2 separate regions of the Mus musculus genome follow, and region 1 is linked to region 2. Evidence: chromatin contacts called from public promoter capture Hi-C data. All regions are on one chromosome and are shown on one strand. The core of a region is the stretch at or near the end of the contact, and the rest is flanking DNA. Distances in the headings are between cores, read along the strand shown. Region 1 holds the start of Klri2 (killer cell lectin-like receptor family I member 2). Region 2 holds the start of Klrc1 (killer cell lectin-like receptor subfamily C, member 1).

Region 1 (7,189 bases), core at 3,217-5,716, 62 kb before region 2:
CTTAAATGCATGTCTGCCAAGATTTTCTCAATTACTGGGATTCTCCTATGAAATGCAGTGACAGATGCTGGTAGATATTTGAGGCTAGGCTGGTCCATAGGAAGTTCCAATCTTCCCAGAAATTCTCTGTCTCAAACAAATAGAAAACAAAATCAAATGCTGTAGTTAAATGTCAAAGAATTTTAAATATATCAAGAGAAGAATGATTCATCCCATATAAGGAAAACCCCACAAAATTATTAGTACATTTTTCTGAAGAAATTTTATGGGCCAGAAAACAGAACAAAACAACAAACTAAAAAATTAGTTCTCTCTCTCTCTCTCTCTCTCTCTCTCTCTCTCTCTCTCTCTCTCTCTCTCTCTCTCTCTCTGTGTGTGTGTGTGTGTGTGTGTGTGTGTGTGTGTGTGTGTGTGTGTGTGGTGTTTGGTTTATCTTGAGACAGGGATTGTCTGTATAGCTTTGGTTATAACAGAACTCACTATAAAGATCAGGCTGGCCTTGAACTCACAGAGTTTCCCTTGCCTCTGCTGCCAGACTGCTGAGATTAAAAATGTAGAAACAACTCAGTGTAGTATTACTAGAACATAAGGGTGTGACACTGATAGAGTGACCATGCTCAGTGAAGAGCCCCTTCTCCATGAACTGGAATCTGTAGATTATAAAAATAAAAACAAATAAAGAAGAAGCAGAGTTTGTAGGGTGAGGCAAAAGGGTGGTTCTTGGAGGAATTTGTGGGAGGAGTTGTGAAATAAAAATGACTAAAATACATTATATGAATGTATACTATTCTCAAACTATACTACTCTACAAACATTAGGATAAATGTAAAAGTTCTGGTAAACCAAAACTGGGAAACTTCTTATAACTATACTTGCTTAGCAAAAGACATTCAGGTTAAAATGAAATGATTCCGCATAACACAAAAACATATGAGGTCAAATGTCAAGACAAAAGTTAATAGGAAAAAGTACAGCATAATTTGTTTGTGTAAATGTAATGTGTAATTTGCCTTTATCCTTATATGAAATTAAGAAGAAAGAAAATTAAGAATAGAGGAATTAGGAGAAAATGCAGTTACTGGTCTAGGTGCAGTCTTGTTGGAGAAAGTGTGTCACTGGGTTGAGATGGGTTTGGGGTTTGAGGTTTCAAAATCCCACACCAATCACAGGAGCTCTCTCTCTCTCTCTCTCTCTCTCTCTCTCTCTCTCTCTCTCTCTCTCTCTCTCTCTCTCTCTCTCTCTCTCTCCTTACTGCCTATGGGTCAGAATGTAGCTTTCATCTACTTCTCCGGCTGCCATCCTTTCTTCTGTAATGATAATGGACTGAGCCTCTGAAACTGTAAGCAAGCACTCAGAATGCTTTCCTTAATAAGAGTTGCCTTGAGAGTGGTGTTTCTTCACTACACTTGAACAGTGCCTAAGACAACAACTAAGGATGGAATTTTAAAGGAAGGTTAGTGGGGAAACTATTTGTGAAATCTGCCAGACAGGTGTGGTGGTTTCAGATGAGATGAGACAGACATTTTTCAGAGAAAAAGTGCACAGTATACTGAGAGGAGAGGATCAAGGCTTGACATACAAACATGCTTGGAGTGGCTAAGAGTATGTTCATCTGATACCCTACAGGCTCTTATTTTCTTCTGATATGACTCATCCATTAAGAATGAAAGATAATGTGGAATAAACAGAGATTTGACAATAATGGAGAACAGGCAATAAAATAAAATTCAGATCTGTGAGAGTCCAATGAACAGAAATTATATAACAGCATATTTGTCAGAGTCAAAACAAATTTTTCAGTTTGATGACCTTGAATTCTTCTCATAGGAAATTGTTTCTATTCTACAATCTCTTAGCTTCTCGGACAAGATATAAATTTATAAAGAATTACAATTTTACTAAGCGAGAAAAGACAAAATAGGTAAAGAGCAGTGTAGAGTGTTGGAAGAGGTTTTCAAATAGACTCCTAAATCATCCTTTCTCTATAGGGGGAGAGTCATCCTAGATGCACAGGTCAAATGGAGTCACAGAATTATCCAGCTGTATAGAAAGGAGATAGTGGGTGAAGACTGACAAGTGTCCCCAGTATTGGGAATACCCCAAATGAGGCAGGACTAGAGATCAGAATCATGTTTAGGTCTATATAACCTACAATGCCGCTTCAATATTTTTGGCTGTGAGTTTAACCTTTAAAGGCTGAATCATCTTCCCTGACCATGCCTGAATATTTTTAAAGTGGAAAATAGCATAATTTCTTAGTCTGACACATCTTGGTCATAACTAAGATCTCATATCCAGTGTGACTCTTCCAGTGGGTGCTTGCAGTTGCTTTTATTCAGTTGTTTCATCTATGTTTCAGATAGCTGTCATTTTTGGATGTTACATCACACCCCATTCATGTCATCTGAAGGGATATCTTAAGGGGAAATAGTTTTTATGAAGTCATGGAATGTGATCATTCTATAAGCAATAGAGTGATGAGTCCCATCGTCTTGCAGTTGGTTTACCTCTTTTGCCCTCGACATTTCTGTTTTTGGTGGCAGGGGAAGAAGAGTTATTGAGCTTATGCTTCTACATCACAGAAATCATGACAGGAACTCAAACTGGTCAGTGATCTGGAGCCAGGGGATGACTCAAAGGCCATGGAGGGGTGCTGCTTACTGACTTGTTCCTCATGTCTTGCTCATCCTGCTTTCTTAGAGAATTCAGGACCACCAGCCCAGGGGTAATAATGGGCTGTGCCCTCCCCCATAAATCAGTAATTAAGAAAATGACCAAGGCAGCCAACACAATCAGGGAAAAACCCACTCCCATAGTTGGAAGACCTGCTTGAAGACCATGCTGGCTGCATATCTGCTCTGTATGTAATATGTGCTGGGGTTAGGTCAAGCTCTTGCATGCTCTTTGATTACTGGTTTAGTTTCTGGGAGCCTGCAAGACTGCAGACTAGTTGTTCCTCTATCCCATCTGGGTTCCTCAATCATTCTGCCAAATCTTCCACAAAAGATCCAAACTCCATCTAATGTTTGTCTATAGGGAAGAAGCAGGTCAAGACATAATGTGAACATAGCTAAACCAATCTCCAACAGTATAACTCAATTTTCAATGTCTTGAGCTCATTCTCAATCTGATGAATTCCTCTAAGAGATTTGACTCACTTTACTAGTCTGCTGTCTGCAGCACACACAGCTTGGCCTCTAAGCTCAGGCAGAATCTACTCCAAAAATGCTGCTGTTCTTATTGGTCATCCCATTGTACTAATATCTCTAAATGAATGAGGTCTTCTGTTGTCACTGAGGATATAACCTCAGACAACAGTCTTCTCGGGCTTCTCACAGTGCCAAGCCTCAGATGCTCTATATGACTTCTTCACTCTTTCAAAATTAGTGCCATCTAGGTGGCTCTTACACTACCAAGTTCAGCTGATACCCAGAAGTACACATCATCGATGTGCTCTCAGAAAACACTTCCAAGATTTTACCTCAGTACTGATGGTCTCTTCCTAAACACAATGAATTTCTAAGCTCCAGTCTTTACTTTACACTTTCAACAACTGTCAGTCTTCCCAATTATCAGACAATATATAAGTAGACTGCTATTTTATGAGTGTTTACAGTGGTTCAATCAGTAGGGTGCACATATTATTTAGCTTTCTGAACTTTCTGACAAATCTTTCCTAGAAAGATGGACACAATACAGTTAGTATCTTATCTAGTTGCATATGCCAAAGATACCCATTTTGTTTTCCTGCATGCTCTCCAACATGTGCAATTACAGATGATTTTCCAGATAAGAATGTCATATCATGGACCTTTTCATTTGCATTTCTTCTTCTTTTCGATTAATGATAGAAAGCTTTTGTAATTTTTGTATGTAATTTTATTATTAACGAAATGTATTTAAAAGCTTTTCCTCTTCTACATATACCTAAAGCTTAAACAATTTATCTATTCTTTTCAGTCTTTTATCATGTCTTTTTTTATATACACATTTTTGTTTATTTAAAGGTTGTGGGTGAAAACTATATGAAATTAGTAATGCAACTCTGTGTGAGATAGAATTTTAACAGCTTCTTTTTATTTTTATCACTATGAATTATTTTGTCATCTATTTTTAAAGTAGTGGATATTTTAATTCCTCCCCCTATAAAATTATATAACTATAATTTATAAATATTTGATCAGCAATATTTTTATAATCACACCACTCCTTGAAGTAAACTAATGTGTGTGTGTGTGTGTGAGAGAGAGAGAGAGAGAGAGAGAGAGAGATTCACAGAATAACATATTATACCTGTAGCAAGCTTTTCATTGTCAGTGTGTATTTACTTTTATCATCACAGATGCACTTGTCATTGTTCCCTCTGCATAGACTGTATCAGAACTAGGGCATCTCTCACTGGTGCAGTAGGAAGTGAGAACTGTACTCTTTATGTTTTTTTTTTTTTTTGCATGGAAGATGTTGCAGAGCAGTAGAGGCAAGTTACCAAGACTGAGAGGAAGCTAGTCCAGTCTTTTCAGGACTAAAAAAAATGCACAAGAAAAAGCATATTAAACATGGAACAAACAAGCAGGAGATTATTAACATAGGAACAAAATCTCCCACATTTCAAGAAAAGCAGAGACCCTCGAAGACAGACCAGAGATCTACTGTGTGGAGAGAAGAACAGAAAAAACAGGAACTGAAAGTTCACAGAATATTCCACCCCCAGCCCAGGACAGGATTCGATGTGGGCAAAGGAATAGGTATGATAATATATTTTGTATGTATTTTGTCAAGGCTAGATCTCAATTCTTGCATGTGGGTTGTTATCTCCTCAAAACCATTAGATTGTGACACTATCCTAAATGTCTGCATTTTTAGCATCTTAACTATTTCAAAATACTACCATGAAACAGATTAGTGCTTAAAGAGTCTCTGTTTATTACCCCTAAAATATCAATGACTCAGGTCTCAAGAGATTGTATTACTTGATGGAATGGTACACATAACTGTATAGAAGTTGTATTCTTTCTATTTATCCCCATGTTATTTTAAAAGTAATTATTGATTTTAAAAAAATACTATTTAGCCTAATTCAGCCCCACACAAACACATGGCATATTATAGAAAAATTGTAAAAACATTTTGGAAGTAAAACTTATAAGATTTCATACTTAGTGAGTTAATGGTATTCAAATTTAGGGGTTGAATGATGTTAGAATATAGGGTAACAAGATTCTTAGTTTAAATGATTGTTTATTTTAGTAAATTTACCATGAGACAACGGTTTCTTCCTATTGGCTTATGCAGTGAAAGTCAGAAGATGAACAGATGCATCTCAGTAACTAAGAGGGAAAAAACCATAAAGACATTGTATTTAAGCTGCTGATCTCCAACATGGAGATAGGGATGGGCAGGAAGGACTGATGTTAGAAGGCAGCACTGCAGATAGAAACTACTGAGAGAAAATGTTTATCAGAGAGAAGCAACTTGCAAGATTTCATCACCAAAGAAAGGATCACAACAAGGAGACATGAATTTACAATGGGGAAGAATTAGAAATAAAGCATATTAAAGTAGGAAGAGTGATAACCAACCCTGAACTTCAATGTGTAGAAAGAAAAACAACAAGGAGTTGACATGAAGGACTTTGGAGCATAAAGTAGGCTGGTAAGGCCACCAAGAAACTTCAGGATTGACCTCTGAAAAATTAGACAGTATTATGAAGACTCGGGAGAATGAGAAGAAATTGTCTTCAAGCCTTAAAAGTGAGAAACTCTCTCCTGTCTTCTTTCTGTTGTGTCTAGATCCCTGGCTGACAACATGGCAAATGATAACTGTCATCTTAGCAACGTTATGCATTATTTTGGTCACAAAAGTGGGCTTCTTGATTCCAAGCTGTAAGTAACTATAAAAAGAATTTGTTCTTCTTATAATCAGCCTACTATTGCTATAGCAACTCACTATGAAGACTAAATATTATATTGCACTAGCAAATGTATGCTAAATACTATTTATTACTGATGCAATTTTGTTGCAGTATTTTCTAAAGGAGAAAAACAAAGCAGAAAGTTCTCCCTTCTTGATCCTCTATGTGACAGGAATGATGGTAAGTATGTGTTTTTTACAATTAATTTCCAGCACTTTTTTTGGGGAGGAGGGTAGACTCTTCCTTAGATCCACAGACTTCAATGAGAACGATGAACAAATGTAGTGTTCTATATTCATTTTTCCCCCTCAGGGAAAGAAAAAAATAACAGTAGAATGTGAAAAAAATCTAAATTATTATAAATAAAAGTGAATACTGTTTTATTTCATTGTTAGGTATAAGTATAGTGAATACAAATATGAACTATTGACATTGTCCCCTTATCTAGATAGCTTGAAAACAATATCAAATGTATTGTAATTAACTAGCAACAAATATAAATCATAGTCCCAAGTGTTAGGACTTCATACTATGAGTACGGAAAAAATATGAAAAGACGGGCATGTCAGAATATGGCCAGGATGCTACGCAAGAAGAGTTTGCCCACAGCCAAGCAACTCTTCTCTTAGACATTAAATAAGGAAAATAAAAAACAAATGTCCTTGGAGACAAGTGGGTCAGTAAAGGGCTTGCATTTCAAGCATGAATATCTTAGCTTCCCAGAACCCATGTCAAGAAGCCATGCAAGATCGCTTTTGTAATCCTAACCCTATTATGGTTAAAACAAAACTCTGGAGTTCACTTCTTGGTGAGTTATAAGTCAGTGAAAGATCTTGTCTCAAAAGTAAATCAAGAAATCCACAAGCTGCAAAGAAAATTTATAAACAAACAAAAACACACACAACACAAGGTAGGGGCAGCTACAGGATGATACTTGAAGCTGTCTTCTGATCTCCACAAGTAAACACATAAACATGTGTACATGCACATGTGCATGCACACACAAATATATACAAAGAGCTGTAGAAAAGTTTTCAAACATTCCTACTTCCTGTAGTTTTACTAGCTGTTTATCTGATTAGTTGGATTATCGCTTATTGTCCCAACCTCTAGCTTTATTAGTTGTTTTGCGGATTATATGAAACATGATGGAGTCTTTTGCAATTGATTTAACCCACTTGCACAGCTCATGAAATGTATTCTTTCCTGCTTCTGTCGGTTAACTCTGTTTTACTTACAAATCCATGCTTACAATTTCTGTGTATTTTTACAATGCCA
Region 2 (6,720 bases), core at 781-3,280:
AATCTTAAGTTTCTCTTCTATCAGGATAATTATTATGATTGCGGTAGAAGACAATTAATTTCATGTATGGCCACTTTTCTAGCCCCAATGGCTTTATCTTATACATATACAATTTTAGGGAAACAGTTGGAAAAGACCACACTGTGCAAAACACTGAGAGACACTTTGTACCTTCCACAAGAACCCAAAGCATTCTCTGCTGTAAAGGTGTGTGATGAAAAAACTGATTTCAAAATCAGCTTCTCTGAGTATGAGAATTTCCTGTTCAACCTTCAATGACACATTAGTGAGAAATCTCCTTCTCCACACTTGACTCACTCTGAGGCTCATGGGGCAACCTTCAAAGTTCACAGTCACTGCTGCCCTAGATTTCTGCCACAGACAAACCCTTTGGTGCTTGGCTCTCACAGACTGCCTGTGACAACCACACCTCACTGCAGGAAGCCTGGCTTTCTGCCAATACAGGGAGCTTATCACTGCTTCCTTCTCTCCACCTGCCCAGTCAGTTAAGGGAACACTGCAAATGCTACATGTGGAGCAACTGAGGCACCGTTCAGATGCAGAGGAACAAACTGGAACATAGATGCCTTTAAACAGCTCAGATAAAGCCAAGTGCATGGAACACACAGGGGACCGTCTCAAAGTGCTTGTCATCGTCTATGGAGAGTTAGCCATCATCTGGAACACACTGGGGACCATCTCATAGTTCTGTCCTTGTTGTCTATGGAGAGTTAGTCACCCTCTTGCATTTCTGTTCCTTTATGAATATAATTAAACCTACTACTACGGAGGACCTGATGATGAAGTGTGAATTCTACGTGTTGAAATCTATGTGCTGTGGCTCTTTGGATGAAACCATATCAATTTATCCCAGAGGGTGCAGATTCTTAAAAGGATTCTCTCACTGAGTGGTGAAGAACAATAGTGAAAGTGGAAACTAAAATATTGATTTAAATAGGTAGTATTTATTGAGAGCTCTGCATGCCAGAGGGGAGTACTAATTGCCTTACATGATTTTTTTTTCATTTTAGATTAATGCACAGGGCTATTACTAACTTCTCAAGAGTCACACAAGTTTTAAAACCAGAATTAATTCTAGATCTCACTTATTCCAGGGCTAACTGATTGAATTGTTAAATTATATTGGGTTATTACAATTGTATTTTATGTGACTAAAATGACACTCAATTTGGCAGCCTTGGACTCTTTGGGAAATTTTGAATCATCATTCTACTATGAATCATTTTTTCATGTTATAGTTTCACTTGTTGGCTAATTTTTTTAAATAAAATGGAATTAAAATGGTCTTTGAAATATTTTGAATATCATTTGTTTTAAGCATGATTTTTTTGACATAGCATTTTCAAGAATGTACAATATCCTTTAAGTTTTAGTCATTTCTCTGAACTCAATTATTCCAAATAAAATAAATTTTACATCAAACATATTTTAATAAATACATTAGCTATTAAAATCATATGCATGTTTTATACACATATATATGTATCAACCTTCCTAGGTTACCTATCTAGAGAAGTCAGATTTTCTCATTATTGGATTTTAATTTATTACTAAAGTTTAGCTGATTGCTGTGTGTGCATGCACAGATAAAAATATAGCAATGATAATTAAAGAGGAGATCATGAATTTCAGAGAGGGAGGAAGGAATGAAACAGGTTGGAAGGGAAGAGAGGGGGATAGAAATTATGTGAAATTCTGAAAATAATTTTAAAAAGTAATTTGAAATGAATTCAACATTCATTTCTATTAGTGTTGGGATCTTTGGTGTAAGCATTACCTATTTCATGGTGTTAGTCCTATGAAAACTAAATTTAATTTATAAAACAATTCTTTGGTTTGTCAGCATCTTTGTTCCCCATTAAGTTGTTGCCTTATCAAAAATATTTTGCCAAAAGTTGTTGTTGCTGTTGTTGTTGTTGTTACCACAGCACTCGTATTCATTGTCCAAGGGAAGAAAAATAGATTAGGTTTAAATTTCCAACTGCAAAATGAGTGCCATTGTTCCAAACTCCTCCTCCTTTGGCCTCATCAGATTGTGTACCTTTGCCTCAGCACATCACTAGCTGCAGACATGAGTAATGAACGCGTCACCTATGCAGAACTGAAGGTGGCAAAGAACTCAAGGAACCAGCACAGGAAACCAAGGGGTCCTCGCAGCTCCATTTCAGTCATCGAGCAGGAAATCATCTATTCGGACTTCAGCTTTCAAAATCCTTCTCAGGAGCATCCCTGGATCTGCAGGAATTGCCCCTGCAAAGGTGAGCCACTGGGTGGACCCTGCACTGCGATGCCAGGGCCATGAAGAGGTGTGGGCAGAGGTAGAAATGGTCTTTTTTGGGAGGGCCGTAGTTCTCACTTGACCTATGCTTTTGTAAATTGGGAGCGTAGATTTCACTCTGTTGTAAGACTTTCTGGATCGCTCTGTTCACCAAAAGTAAAACAGTACTGCCTACAAACAGATCACTGCATGGAGAAGAGCCGGGGATCAGAGGTTATCTGTTTGTCTCAATGTGTATGTAGGTTTTTTGTGTTCATAAACCTTGTGAACAGCCACCTTCATAAACCCTTGCATTTCTCTCTGAAGGTTTTCCATCTCCTCCAGAGAAACTCATTGCTGGTACCCTGGGCCTCATCTGTTTTGTCTTAATTGTCGCTGTGGTTGTAATTACTACAGTTGCCACACCATGTAAGCATGCTTTTTTTAAGACTATAAAGGAACTTTCCACTTTAATGACTGGAAGTGCCTTTCAAAACTTCCTATCAAGGACAGTTTAGTTTAAAGTATGTATTTGTATTAAATGTGGAATGGTTGTTATGATATTCAGAATATTATGACTATCAGAGGAATTGTATAAATGTTTGCTTTTGATTTTTCAATGATTCCCTAACTTAAACACATAGTTCAGAGCCTTGGAGATTCTTTACTGAGATGTGAAAACTGTTTGGAAAGTGGTTTTGTCATAGGTTACACAGTAAAAGATGTTGAAATTTGGGCTTTCATTGAAGTAATTTTCTCCAAAGTTTTTCACATGGGTGGGGGGGGGGCAATTAAAATTGTACTTCACAGTGTCCTAATTCAAAATGGTACAACAGACTCAGATTAAGAAACTAAAATTGTTACAATTATTTTGGGTGTTAATTTAATAAGAATATTTTAACTCTTCAGATACCGAAGCAAAGGCACAGATCAATTCCTCAATGACTAGAACCCACAGAGGTACATTTTGCTTGTCAAAGTTCTGATATTTGTTCTGATATTTGTACATTGTATATTTTTCGTCTTATTATGCAAAGATATTAGGTTTTTAGGAAGAAAACAACCTGGAAATATGAATGCTGCATGTTCATAAATAAACATTAAGAACAAACTCTAATAAGACAAAAATGAATTTCACTGTTCTAGAATAAAACTTTTTATCCATGACTTTGAAAAAATCTGTAGGATAAATACTTATTTCTTGCTTCAGATAGACACATAAACACAGGGCCAGAGGGCAACTCTTTTCTTTGCTTGTGTACTTGAGTATTTTGAGTATTGAGTACTTGTATATTTTGTTTTATAATGACTAGCCTCTTGGCTGCATTGATATATATTCTACATGAATGTTGAAACCTATAAATACATATTAATTTCATTATTACGTTCATGTTGCCTCTAGATATAAACTACACTCTATCTTCAGCACAGCCTTGTCCTCATTGTCCAAAGGAGTGGATATCATATTCTCACAATTGTTATTTCATTGGTATGGAGAGAAAATCTTGGAATGACAGTTTGGTGTCCTGCATTTCCAAAAACTGTAGTCTGCTTTACATAGATAGTGAAGAGGAGCAGGTAAGAGCTGACATGTGTCAATCATTGCTTACCCTTTCTTCCTGTCAACATTTGTACAACCAGCTCATATTCTTATGCATGTTTCATTTACAACATTATATAATATTTCATTGTTTTATTTTACAATGATTTACTTGAATTTTGTGCTGGTAATAAATATTTATTTGCAAGTGGTTTATTTTATTTTATTTTATGAAAGCCATTCTTGTACATGTATTCTGAAATTAATTTTACAATTTGAATTTACCATGTAAAAATCAATACATGTACCATAGTTAATATTGAGCTGAAAGTGACTAGGTAGAGTCAGATTACTCTGCGGACATTTCGATTTCTTCCATGTCTCTTCACTCTGCATTCTATCATCATGTCTTCCTGCCCAAAACCATTTTTCCGACTTTTGCTATAATTAGCTGCATATACTTTTGAGTTTTATGAGACAGGGTTCAGAAAGATATATGTACTATTACATAGACATCAAATACCTCAGCAGTTTTCAACCTGTAGATTACAACCCTTAGTGGAGTAGAATGACCCCTTTGCAGAGGCCACCTAAAAACATAAAAAAATACCAGATGTGTACATTATGATTTTTTCTAATAGAAAATTGCAGTTATAAAGCATAAAAATTAATTTTATGATTGGGGATAACTTCAACATGAGGAACTGTATTAAAGCATTAGGAAGGTTGAGAACACTGCTATAACTCTTTCATGGTTTTAAAGCAAATCAATGATCCACTTTACTGCATTGACCTGCAGTTTGTTAATTTTCACTGCTGTGTGATATAAGCAAAACATTCTAAAACCCACTCCACCCAATGAATCTGGATGGGAACAGTGTGTCCACACCTTCAAGGACAGATGCATCTTACATGGTTTTTGTACTCATGGAATCCCCTGCTCCAGCTCCCATCCTGATGTCTTTCAGCAGGTGGAAGAAGCACTTCATGTGACCAATTACCCCATTGAGTGTTTTCAGCCTTCCCCAATGCTCCTGGCAGATCTCTCTTACACTAGAACAAGAAAGGTCTCACAGCACCCAGTTGCTGTTCTTGGATCCTAGAAGGGAGCATGGAAGGTTGTTTCCTTCCATCGGATGAGGGACACAGGATGTCTTGCAGTTCTGCAATGCCTCATCTTCAGGAGAAAAGCCCTTTCAGCTTTTTGTTTCAGGCCTTCAGAACTACTTAGTTTTGTCTTTTATTAATACTTTCCGAGTTTTCCCTTGTAAGTATTACAGCTGCCAAGAGAAACATTAATGCTATCTCATCCTTGTTGGTAATCCACCACTACAGTGATAGACAACAGCAGGGATCAACTAGATAAGAAAACAATCTTTATCTGTCATATCAATCACTTCTTCAGTAGCAAACCATGAACTTCCTTCTAAAACTGAACTTTGAGCACAATATCCAGAAAATTCCATTTATTCTGTCTGGAAATTTGTTTGAAATCCTGTTATGTTTGTGTGTTGCTAGCATGATTATCTATTAAGTTACATAAATCAATCACCAAATTCCTAAATAATATAAGAAAAATAAAACATATAACTATAAACACTTAAAAGTTAATTCTAGATCAAAATTACACGCATATGTGAATGTTTTGGCAATGTAAGAAGTGTTCTCTCTTTAATAAGTTGATTTGTATTCAATAATAACCATATTATGACAGAATACACTAACACATTTTAAAAATAGTGAAAGTCTTCATACTGATTAAAATTCCCTTGGTTCTCTGGTAGGATTTTCTGCAATCTCTTTCACTGATCTCATGGACTGGAATCCTTCGGAAGGGCAGAGGTCAGCCCTGGGTCTGGAAAGAAGACTCAATTTTCAAACCAAAGTAAGTTTTTAAGAATGGTACAATAAGCAAGAAAAATACATAAAGAAACCCTTAAAAGAATGTTGTCAATAAGTAAAGCTGAATTATAGTGTGACAGAATGATGCAGACCTTCATGGTCTGCTCATGTGACTCTGAAGAATGGACTGGTTGGCTTTCATAACAGTTACCTCTTACCACATTTTTAGTGAGGATGCTATTGCTGACTTTCATGACTGTCGTTAGGACTCTTCTTTTTGCAATGACTTTAGGAGTCACTCCTTTGGTAGATTAGCTAAATTTATGCATACATATATAAATGAATTTTGTATTTGCACCATTGTAGGATAGCAGAGATTCTCCATGATGAATGTAACTGTGCCATGATGTCAGCTTCTGGTCTCACAGCAGACAACTGTACAACTTTACATCCATATCTTTGTAAGTGTAAATTCCCCATCTGAAACACCTGCACTGGAAGTCTGCCAGGTAATGTTACGTTTCATAACCTGAAAATAGAGTTGTGACTGTGTACACCTAAAAATGGATTATATTATTTGTTCTAATTACACATTTCTTTTAAAAACAATCATTAGAGTATAGTAATCACACAAAAAGTAGCAAATACTACATTTGTATCTGAGTCTTTTTGCTCAAGATACTCCTTATAATATTAATTTTTAATATATATCCCAGCAGGCTTTATGCAGAAGCACTGTTACATTTCAAACTTATGATTTAATGCACTTTCATAGGACTTTGTAGAATTGCCAGTTGTATATTGCAACTTCAGCTTCTGTAGTACATTTGGGTCACCCACTTTTAGTCAATAAGTAATATTATATATAAATAATTAATGTAAAATATTTAATATAAAATAATTAATATAAAAAATTATATTTTTGTATCTATACATAAACATATACAACTACTTCTGTGAATATGTATGTGTGTATACATGAAAATGTGTTCTAAGACTTTTTATCCACTAGATACACTGAGAAGTTTTATTAACATAGTTTCAGTATCTAAGGTCTGTA

The links. Promoter capture Hi-C pulls out the DNA fragments that hold promoters and counts their contacts.
Region 1: a contact with region 2 is called in a promoter capture Hi-C map of macrophages, with 8 read pairs. The contact joins the promoter of Klri2 here to the promoter of Klrc1 in region 2. A contact is called at or near these places in 2 of 39 promoter capture datasets (liver and macrophages), 34 of 484 Hi-C or Micro-C datasets (the AML12 cell line, the Ba/F3 cell line, the C2C12 cell line and 24 more), 4 of 115 datasets of contacts at active chromatin or transcription factors (CD8 T cells, Th17 cells, effector CD8 T cells and 1 more) and 3 of 9 other capture datasets (adipose tissue, liver and macrophages).

What each region holds. Positions count from the first base shown.
Region 1 is chr6:129,737,761-129,744,949 of GRCm38.p6, reverse strand. Klri2 (killer cell lectin-like receptor family I member 2) reads left to right here and starts at 4,466. Exons shown (of 6, transcript NM_177155.4): 1 at 4,466-4,745; 2 at 5,790-5,882; 3 at 6,023-6,091. The coding sequence starts at 4,532.
Region 2 is chr6:129,674,283-129,681,002 of GRCm38.p6, reverse strand. It overlaps Klrc1 (killer cell lectin-like receptor subfamily C, member 1), which reads left to right and starts at 2,030. Exons shown (of 7, transcript NM_001136068.2): 1 at 2,030-2,279; 2 at 2,606-2,707; 3 at 3,188-3,238; 4 at 3,681-3,856; 5 at 5,603-5,703; 6 at 6,027-6,169. The coding sequence starts at 2,093. The coding sequence ends at 6,144.